Regions from separate parts of the Mus musculus genome. Here region 1 is linked to region 2. The links are chromatin contacts, called in public ChIA-PET maps. All regions are on one chromosome and are shown on one strand. Each heading gives the region's core, a stretch centred on a gene start, on an enhancer-like site or on the middle of the called end of the contact. The rest is flanking DNA. Distances are from core to core; before and after follow the strand shown. Region 1 has its middle 42 kb from the start of Gm46069. Region 2 has its middle 71 kb from the start of Gm33831.

What was found. ChIA-PET counts read pairs in DNA pulled down with a chosen protein or histone mark.
Region 1: an RNA polymerase II ChIA-PET map of memory CD8 T cells shows a contact between it and region 2, with 6 read pairs. The contact joins two enhancer-like sites. A contact is called at or near these places in 2 of 115 datasets of contacts at active chromatin or transcription factors (embryonic stem cells and memory CD8 T cells).

Annotation. Positions count from the first base shown.
Region 1 is chr8:34,730,008-34,734,876 of GRCm38.p6, forward strand. No RefSeq gene overlaps it. Among named protein-coding and RNA genes, the nearest start is that of Gm46069, 42 kb to the left of the region's middle. Within about 2 kb of position 1,849, at least 45 of the 459 cell types and tissues checked have an H3K27ac peak or open chromatin away from gene starts, as enhancers often do. A contact at or near this core is called in memory CD8 T cells, where this site is marked.
Region 2 is chr8:34,313,352-34,318,418 of GRCm38.p6, forward strand. No RefSeq gene overlaps it. Among named protein-coding and RNA genes, the nearest start is that of Gm33831, 71 kb to the right of the region's middle. Within about 2 kb of position 2,075, at least 12 of the 459 cell types and tissues checked have an H3K27ac peak or open chromatin away from gene starts, as enhancers often do. A contact at or near this core is called in memory CD8 T cells, where this site is marked.

The sequences.
Region 1 (4,869 bases), core at 599-3,098, 420 kb after region 2:
AGAAAATAATAAAGAGGGCATTATTTTAAGATGAAAGTAACTACTAAGCTACTCAAATAGATAAAAATTTCAGAAACATTATCTATTTAGGTCCTTTTTATACATTTCAAAAGCACATGAATCAACCAGGAATTATACATGAAGAGCTACAGGTATAGCTGTCTCCACGTGTCTTCCCTCTTCCTGCTATAGTTAAATAAATAATAATTTAAAAAAAGTCAGCAGTGCTATTACTTATACAATAATAGTTTGCGGCCTGGAAAGCCTTTTCCCAAACGCTATCCCATTTGTCAGCATGGGAAGAGGTGGTGCAGGGACCGAATGAACCCAAGGCTGTAAGGCCTCTGCTCTCCACAGAACTACAACCAGCCTATAAGTGTGACTTTTGAAAGCTGAATCCCATGATCGCTTCCCGCCACATACAAAGAATGCCCCCCATCCTGCCCTTCTCCTTGAAACTTTTGTGAACAAACCCTTTGAGCTCATTCCATCTCTCCGTAATATTTTGTAATAGAATTAGACCAGAACCAAGGTGGTTTGTTTTGTTTTGGTTGTTGTTGTTGTAACCCAGGTTAGTGATTAACTCAAAGTCTCCTTGCCTCTTCCTTCTAGGTGCTGAGATTCCAAGCACATACGATCATGATAAATCAGTTGAGCCTCTTCCTCCTCCTCCTCCTCCTCCTCCTCTTCTTCCTCCTCCTCTTCTTCCTCTTCCTCCTCCTCCTCCTCCTTCTCCTTCTCCTCCTCCTTCATCTTCTCCTCTTTCTTCTTTATTTTTGGTTTTTCAAGACAGAATCTTTCTATGTAGCCCTAGCTGTCCTGGAACTTTGTGAACCAGGATAGCCTCGAACTCAGAGATCCTCTTGGCTCTCTCTGCCTTCCTCTGCTGGGATTAAAGGTGTGTGCTTCCACTGTCCGGCTTTTGTCTTCTTTTTTATAATTTCCATGCTTCACTAGGTCTCCATGCCCAGAAGAGCTAAGGATTGGTGCAGAGAAGTGTATTTGCACAGATCGAAACCATAAACCAGAAGAGACCAACTCCATTCTGCCTGGCTCCCATGAGACGTCTGCACAGGAGGATATTGATGAAGGAAGCCCATGTCATATTGTAAACTTACTTAAAACATTATGGGGCAGGGTGAGGGGGTTGGGTCTGACAAATTATTTTGGTTCTTCAGTGTGAATTTTGTAGATGAAATGTCAAAAGGTAAAGTGGGTGGGACATGTCTGAATCTTAACCCATAAGGAAAAAAAAAAAAAAGCAGTGTGGGTTCTTTACCAAGTCCCTTTTGTCCCCAAAGGCTCTCCATGATTCTGATGCATTTTGGTTTTGCTTTTGATGAGTAAAGAATGTTTGGCTGGTTGTTATTGCCAAGGGTGTTTATACCTTTAATCAGTGACTTTGTCAGAGTCCAAGCTGTCATGCAAAGTTGCTACTCAGAGAACAGTATAGAGCCGAATAAGAACACTGTGCTGATCTCAAATGCTACAAATTCATGACCCACTCTGTGTTTTCAAAAAATGTATTTTTTTTTCTTGAAGAGTTTTGGCACTCCAACTAAGCTTAGAAGGATTGCTACCGGGGTTCCAGATGAACTGACTTCCTCAAGCAAGTTTTAAACAGTGTCTGGGGGATTGAAGCAGAGGAAAGGGCTGATACAGGATCGGCATCCTGAAGAGCCGCATGTCTCTGAGCTACTCGAACGCCCCTCACTTTGTCTCAAGGGACTGTCCATCTGTTCACGCTGTCTGACACTCTCTGAAACCAAACCTGCTGTGACCAACTTGGCTCGGTGTGAGAAACTGTCAGCTTGCTCCAGAATGTAATAATGTACCGCCTCCAAGTACCTTAGCACCGTTAGCATTTCCTGGAGTCTCCGCCCAACAGTCACCGAACAATGGCCAGGTAGAGCCTCTTCCTCTCTTCCTCTTCCTCTCTTCCTCTCTCTCCCTCTCCCTCTCCCTCTCTCTCTCCTCTCACCTCTCTCTCTCCCTCCCTCCTTTCCCCTTTCCCCCTCCCCCTTTCCTCCCTCTCCCTGCAATCTCCATCTCTCTCTTTTCTCACGTGTCCTCGATCTTCCCCTCTTCCTCTCTCCTCTCTTTCTGTCCTTCTCTGTTCCCCTTCTCCAGGTCCCAAATAAACTCCCTTTTATATTCGGCCCTTCGCATGGTTTGGTTGTTCAGGGAACACCTTGGTCGGGCCTGCCAAGCATCCTCATGCAGCCGGTTTATAAAACACAACTACAGTCGCATCTGAAGATGCTAAGAACAGGCTCCTTGTACATCTTCTAAAGTGACCCTCTTGGGCATTAAATACTGAGACTAAGTTCGTTGAAGAAAGATGAAAGGGGGGTTATTGTTCCATTATTTTAATTAATTTCAAAGTTTTATTTTTACCCCCTGCCCCAAAATTCCTCTTTAGCTCTCTGTGTGTGTGTGTGTGGGGGGGGGGTAGATCATAAATTTAAATATAAGAGGAGAGGAAGTGGTTTTACAGCCCAATACACATTATCTGGGTAGCACAGACTTTATCTTCCTGTTTTGTGTTAGCCGGCATGGATCACCAGAGCTCAAACTTAGATTGGGTTCATTCAAATAAGAAGATCTGAGATGATGGCTCCAGCTATGAGCTCCTCCAGGGACCAATACAATTACCTAAGGGGTAACTAACTAAACATCTAACCTTCTAAGTGAGTTGAAAACAAGTAAACCAGCTAAGCCTTCCTGTCTCCTCTTTGTCTCAGCCTTGATAATCAAGACAGTTTTCCACAGCCTCAAAGAACAATTTTCCCTCTTTCTGAAAACCTTTCATAAGGACACACCCAGGGGAAACCATTTGCATTTTGATGACATCCTTTGTCCCGAGTCTTACTTCCAAAGCCTGTTATTGTGTTGCCTAACTAGATTGATAACTGCTTCATTTACAATCCAAAAGACTTCTTAAAAGTTATACAGGGAATTTAATAGGTAATCCCAATTGTGTTTCCCAAAGAGCCCAGAAACCAATTATGCTAACCCTGTTGTTTTAACTCCCTGGGGTCTACCACAGTGCCCTTTCCCCACCCCCACCCCTCAATCAGTAGGCAGAATTTTGTTGTGAAAATACCAAAGTGCCTTCCCCGCTTAGGGGAATCCCCAGGTATGGTTAGATTTTCAATCATGTCCAATGCTTAAGGAGGCTAGAGCCAGCACTACCCACACTGGAGAGCTAGGGCCAAGATCAACAAACCTGTTAAAAATGAAACCCACCTGATGCTCCCTGAACAAAGTATACCCCTGGTGTTGCTCTGCCCGGAGATTAAAGCTGTTAGAACCGGAGGCCGGATGAGATTCCAGGCAAGCTTCCTGTGGGCTCCAGAAGGGATAAGACTCTCCCGAGAATAGGGATTTCTACCACGCTGCTGCATATTGTCACAAAGGAAGCCAGAAAAAGAAATGAGACTCCTAGCATCTCCAGTTGTCTCCCAAGCTGGGCAGTGACACCTGGCTGGGTTGCTCCAGGCTCTCTGACTTTATGAAGCACATTCATCTTCAGTCTTTCCATCCATCCCTCGAGTCCACATGAAGTTAGCTCAAGTGACGAATGGACTTCTAGACAGTATGTTTGTTGAAGTATAGAAATACAGAGGAACGGCACAAATTACGAATACAAAACTTGATAAATTGCCACCGTGTAAGTGTGCTCACAAAACTACCCAGGCCAATGGAGAGAACCCCCAGCCTGTTCCTGATGTCTGAAAGGGTTGGTGAGGCTGAACACCCCTCGTGTATACGATCATGCTTGATATTTGGATACACTCTCTTGCTGCTGTCTTTTTGTCTCTTTTACTCCTCTGCATATTGATGTATCTGTCCTTCCTGGGTGGACAGTATTTTCCATATTCTGGTTGTCGATTGTCAGTTATACGTTTTGTGAATGGCTTCTGCCACAGTGTTAGTGGGCCTTCCACCCCACAAGATATTGGCAGTAGAGGCAATCCATAAGAAGTATTTGATTTATGTCCAGTGTAGTTGATCTTTGACTACTCCATTGTTAGAACACAGGCTTGCCCATTTAAGCGGTTGAAAAGCCAGACCCCACAGCCTTGAAGAGAGCAAGCAAGCTATGAATCTTCTCAGCCCTCTCTGAGACAGAGTTAAGCATCTGTGGCTGTAACTCTAACATGTCTTCATGTATGCTACCTGCATCTTCCCTATGCTCTGTCTCATACGCTACAGAGAACTAACCCGTAGGACGTGAAGCATCCTGCCAGCCCCCGAACTTAGAGGCTAATATTGCCTCTGTTCCTTTAGGGAATCTCTCTGAAGATGCTTCTCTGTTCCCGCACACTTGGCTTCTCATTCTGACTCTTTTCAAGTAATGTATTAGTTTTTCAATCTTATGTGCATTGATCTTTTGCCTTACTGTATATCTGTTACAGATGTTTTGAGCTGCCGTATGGGTGTTGGGAATTGAACCCAGGTCCTCTGGAAGAGCAGTCAGTGCTCTCACCATGATGAGCCATCTCTCCAGCTGCCTCTTTGTGACTCTGTTTTCAAATTCCTCTACAGGTTTTAAGGGGACGCTTCCCCTTTAAGACTCCATAAAACAATGTAAAATATATTACAGTATTTTCTCTCCTGTGATATCTCACCTCCAAGCTCCTTTTCTTAATAAATTACATTTATGAAGGGAATTAAGGGTCAGCTTCCTTTCAGGACCAACCACTGCTATACTTACTTTGTCTTATTTAACACCAGGCTCAGGAAGATATAACTTTTATAGAATATATTGAATTACCATCACATTTAAAGATAGCTTCAAATACATGGGTCAAATTTCAACTTTTGTGTATAGATATCCAATTGACCTAGCACCATTAAATAAAA
Region 2 (5,067 bases), core at 825-3,324:
TTTCTTAACAGACACATCCTAACAGGGAACTCTGGGAAGTGAGGGGCAGGTTGCCTTTCTGTTTATAACACTTCATGTTCTTTCTTCTGATAAACATGGCTTATTTACAAGGAGGCTTCATGCCCAGTTTTTTTTTTGTGGTTCACAAGGGTTTGTTATCTTTGGAAGCTTCCTAAGTTTCTAGAAATGCATGTCAGAATGCAAAAGAGCTACAGTTTTCCAAAAATGTAACATCTTTTGCCATAATAGTCCAACAAAAATAAAAATCTGAGGTTTTGGTATCTGTTTGAAGATGAAGGGTGGGATGAGGAACTGTTAGGAACCCCCTGTGGAGCAGTGAACAGTGCCCAGAGGGGATCTATTCAGGGAAGGTTTGTGATGGTAACACAGCTCTCCTAAATTCGCTTCTCCTTGCCTTAACTCTCCTGTGACATCTCCTTGAGTAATTCTGACAATATTACAAATGAACTGAACTTCAGATGCTGAACGGGGTGATAGGTATTCACAATGAATTAATATCCTGCCTTCCATTGTAGGCACAAATTGACTTCAGATCTAACTCAATCTCATTTGAAAGGTAAATGAATAAAGCCTTGTGAATACAGTTGATCATTTCTTGACCTTTGAGTAGACAAAGATTTTCTTTTTAAGTGCTACTTTAAAAGGACATGTAATGAACAAAAGAAAATGATTGTACTGCACTAAGAACTGTTCATCAAAAGCATGAGAAAGAGAGAAGGAAAGATGGTAGAGATTCAGTGTATCTGTCTATCTATCTATCTATCTATCTATCTATCTATCAATCATCTACCTATCATCTATCTATCTGTCTATCATCTATCTATTACCTATCTTCTATCTTTCTATATATCTTTCATCTATCTATCTGTCTGTCTATCTATCTATCTATCTATCTATCTATCTATCTATCTATCTATCTTCTATCTATCCATCTATCAATCATCATCATCTATCAATTTATCAACCATATTTCATCTATCTACCTATCTATAAAATATCTACTTATATCTATCCACTTATCAATCATTTGTATTTTATATAGGACTCAAATCTTCAATACCTAAAGAACTCAAACACCATGTAAAAGATAGAAATTCAACAGAAGAATGAGCAAATGTCTCTAATAGAAACCTCAGAAAGAAGACACCTGAGAAGAAATAAGAAAGTAAGTGTGAATTAGTCAACTCAATTGATCATTTGAGGAGGGCCAGCTGATACCACAGCATAATTCTAGAATATGTGACTAGAATGACCGAAACAAGATGCACAGGAAATGCTCAGGGCTGGTAAAGCTGTATCGTTACGACTAGCTCCCTCATGTGCTGTTCATGAAGCATGCGTTTGATGCAGAAGACACTAAAGGACAAACTATTGGCCATGGTCTACTCCAGCTGGGAAACACTAAAATCTAATTCAGAAGCTTCAGTGTTAGGTGACTATATGCACCAGGATAAAGTGTTGCATGAACCATTGTAATGAGTTAAATGAATGGAAACTAGGGAAGGAAGGAGGTGGGGTGGGCAGATCTTTTGAGACCATTGGATGGTTTGTGTTAGAGAGCTGGGACAGCAGAAAAGGAACTTAAGTCAAAGTGGGGCCTTGGTAAGTGGGATATGAGAGAGTGATGGAAGTTAGTGATATGAAAGAAAGTGGGCTTAGCTTATGACATCAATTCCCAGATGGGAAGAGAATTTAATTTATCAAACATTTGAGCAAATCAATAGATGATCTACCATCCCACTCAAGAAGAAATGAGAATAGATGTCTATGATAGCTAACCTTGTTCTTAGTTATATGTAAGATATTGAGACAGAGTCTTCCTATGTAGCACAGGCTGGCCCTGAATTTGAGATGCCTTGAAATGAGAGATGTGTAGTACCATGCATGGCTAGGCAATAGTTAGTCTTGCTTGACAACCTGGTTGGACTGAGGACCATTCACAGCAGCAGAGAAGAGCCCTGTATGTCAGAAGAAAGTGAGCTTTGGATGTAGTTGGCACCACTCAACTATAGTTTCAGGGTGATCAAAAAGGGAGGGAAGGAAACCCACTAGCACAACATTCTCTGCTTCCTGCTGCCAGGATGTGGTCAGATCTGCCCTGCCCACCCTGCTACAATAAGCCTCAAAAACTGATCCAAAATAAGTCTTTCCTCTCATATATTAGTTAACACCTTTTACTTTTATTTTCATTTATGGATATTTTCCCTGCATGTATGTCAGTGTACCACATGCATGTATAGCCCATAGAGGCCAGAATAGGATGTCATATCCCCTAGAACTGGAGTTTCAGATAGTTGGAAGCCATTATGTAGGTGCTGGGACTTGAACCTGGGGCCTCTGGAAGAGTCGCCAGTGCTCTTGACCACCATCTCTCCAGCTCGCTCCCTTATATTAGTGATGTCAGGCATTTCCCTGTAGTGTCGACAAACAGTGAAGATACATGTTAGTTGTATATTGACAGGTTTTGAAGGAGTTTTCTGGGGTGCAGCCAGATGATACTTGTCTTACATAATGATATGGCCAAAGGGGAATAGGTTGGGCCCTGGAAGAAGTGAGAGGTGAGGTTTTGGATTCTCGACTACAGAAGAATCGGTGACAGAATGGAGGAACAGGCTCTTCAGGGCAGGGCATATTGCAGAACATGAGGAAGACTGGCGGCCTCTTGAAGATCTACAGGCTAAGAAAACAATAATGTGTATACTCTAATGCTATGCTATGTACAATGAAGGCTTTCAGAAGAAAGAGGAGGCAGAATTTAAGGGATCATCACCTACTAGAATTTCCAAAAAGAATTCCACAACATGCCGGCACATAGCACTCACGAAGGCAATATGACTTCCAAGAGCCAGTGATAGGATGCAGTTGAAAGTGGTAGAAGAGAAAAAGCGTTTCTGTGAGTGAGATCAGGTTAGATGGTGAAGTCCCAGGAGGAGCGCTGCATTCTTTGAGCTCTCTGTCTGCAGTAACATCTGGAGAGAGAGAGAGAGAGAGAGAGAGAGAGAGAGAGAGAGAGAGAGAGAGAGAGAGAGAGAGAGAGAGAGAGAGAGAGAGAGAGAGAGAGGGAGGGGAGGGAGGGAGGGACATATACCTATGTAAATATGAATACAAGTCTGTGTATATGCGTGTACAGGCACACACACATGGCTGCATCTATATGTATTATAAATGTATAAATGCTTTTATGACCTCGCTTGAATTTCCAGCCCACATAAATCTCCTAAATAACGTGCCTACTTCAGAGACAAAGGATACCAGAGTATTAATTAGGCTAAGTGTTTTATGTGATGATGCGGTGGGGGGAGTTTGTGGGGTCAGGGTTTGAGCTGGGCCTGGTGCCTCATCCAGGCTAAGTACTAAAAAATGAGGAGTGTGTCTGAACCTTTCTCTATATCTTTTCAGTGTAATATATCTCATGGGGAGTTGGTTCTTTTAGCCTACTGATTCTTTTAAATATGTGCTGTGAACATTCTTTAAAGTAGTTAAAATGGAAAATCAAGCCAGCATCCCATCCATATTCTCCCCTTTAATAGACGTCTCTGTGGAGAGCTATACTTGGCTGGGAGGACGTGAAGGAATCAGCCCTCCCTGACCTGCGCGAGCTCACTGACCGGAGGACGTGATAAATGGTGCCCATGCATGCTCTTCGATCGTCATCTCTACAGATTCACAGGGACAATGCCAAGGCAGTTCAGCTTGAACAAATCACGTGGGTGTTAGCGAAAGGGAAGGTTCTGCCGGGCAGTCTCTCAAAAATGGTTTTGAAACTCTGCTCTGCGGACCTGACCTCTTGGTTCTGAATGTTTTGGGGGAAGCAGTTTATAAGCTGATGGAGCATTCTGGCTTAGCCCGCTTCCTGAATCGACTAGGGCTTTTATTACCACTTAGGAAAACCTGCTCTTCTGAAAATTGTACGGTGAACCCTTAATGAGTTCTCAAACAAGAATGAGGTAATCTTCATGATAATTTAAAGTATTTCAGAGGTCAGGGGGAGCTTATCGTTTGCTTTATCACAGACAGAATTGACTTTTCCAGTCAATCATTTAAGCAACAAACTACCTATACTATGCATATTATCACGAAGACATCTTTTTCATATGCGTGTTTCTTCTTGTAGGTGCTTTGGGTGTTCATCAGCGAGGCAGGAAAGAGACCAGATGGCTCATTATTAGAAGCCGATCATTAATTTAGACATCCTTTCCCTCCTCCCTCCCTCCACTCTCTGTCTTTGAGTCTATCAGGAAAAACGGTAATTGACTATCTGGGGGAAAAGGGGACGTTGACTGTTTTGGAATGGCTGGCTGAATAAAAGACAAGGGCTCCTCCTCCCTCGGACGAGCAGATGTGTGCTTTGTTATAGGTTCATATTGGGTATATTAGCTTTGGGGCAAAGTGTGATGGGTCGCCATGAATCTACAAGGGAATTTCTTAGATGGGGGTTTGAATGTATTCTGTTGGTTTAACATGTTTCTCCAAGATGGAGATGTAGGTAAATCAGGGATCTGAAAAAAAAAATCCTTCTTGGAAACATTTTTTTTTTCAAATATAAAAGAATGTGTTGACCAGGTCACATTTAGGTTCTCAAAGTGTCAAATCCTCAAAGGCAGAAGTAAAAGGCCTATTTGAAAGGACAGTTCCTTAGCACCTCTCTGAGACGAGGTCTTTCTAAATAATGATACGTATAAAAGAAATGACTGGAGGTCTATAGTCATAAGAAGGGCATGGAGTTTTCAGACTATCAAAACCAAATATGGATGCTCCAGTAAGTGATGTTCCATTACCCCCCCCCGCACCCCACACACACACACGTACCCCAATCAGTAGCTACATCCAGAGGTTCAGGGTTTGTGTGACTGCCATCCTTCCAAATTCCTTTCATTTACAAAGGTTGTAGATAGTGGTTGTGAGGTAGGTGTGGCTCAACAGAGTCCAACAGTGTCTTCTGGTGTGAAAGTCAGAGCCATTGAAGTGCTCTGGGGTGAAGCTTGCTCTCTTTCTTTCTTTCTTTCTTTCTTTCTTTCTTTCTTTCTTTCTTTCTTTCTTTCTTTC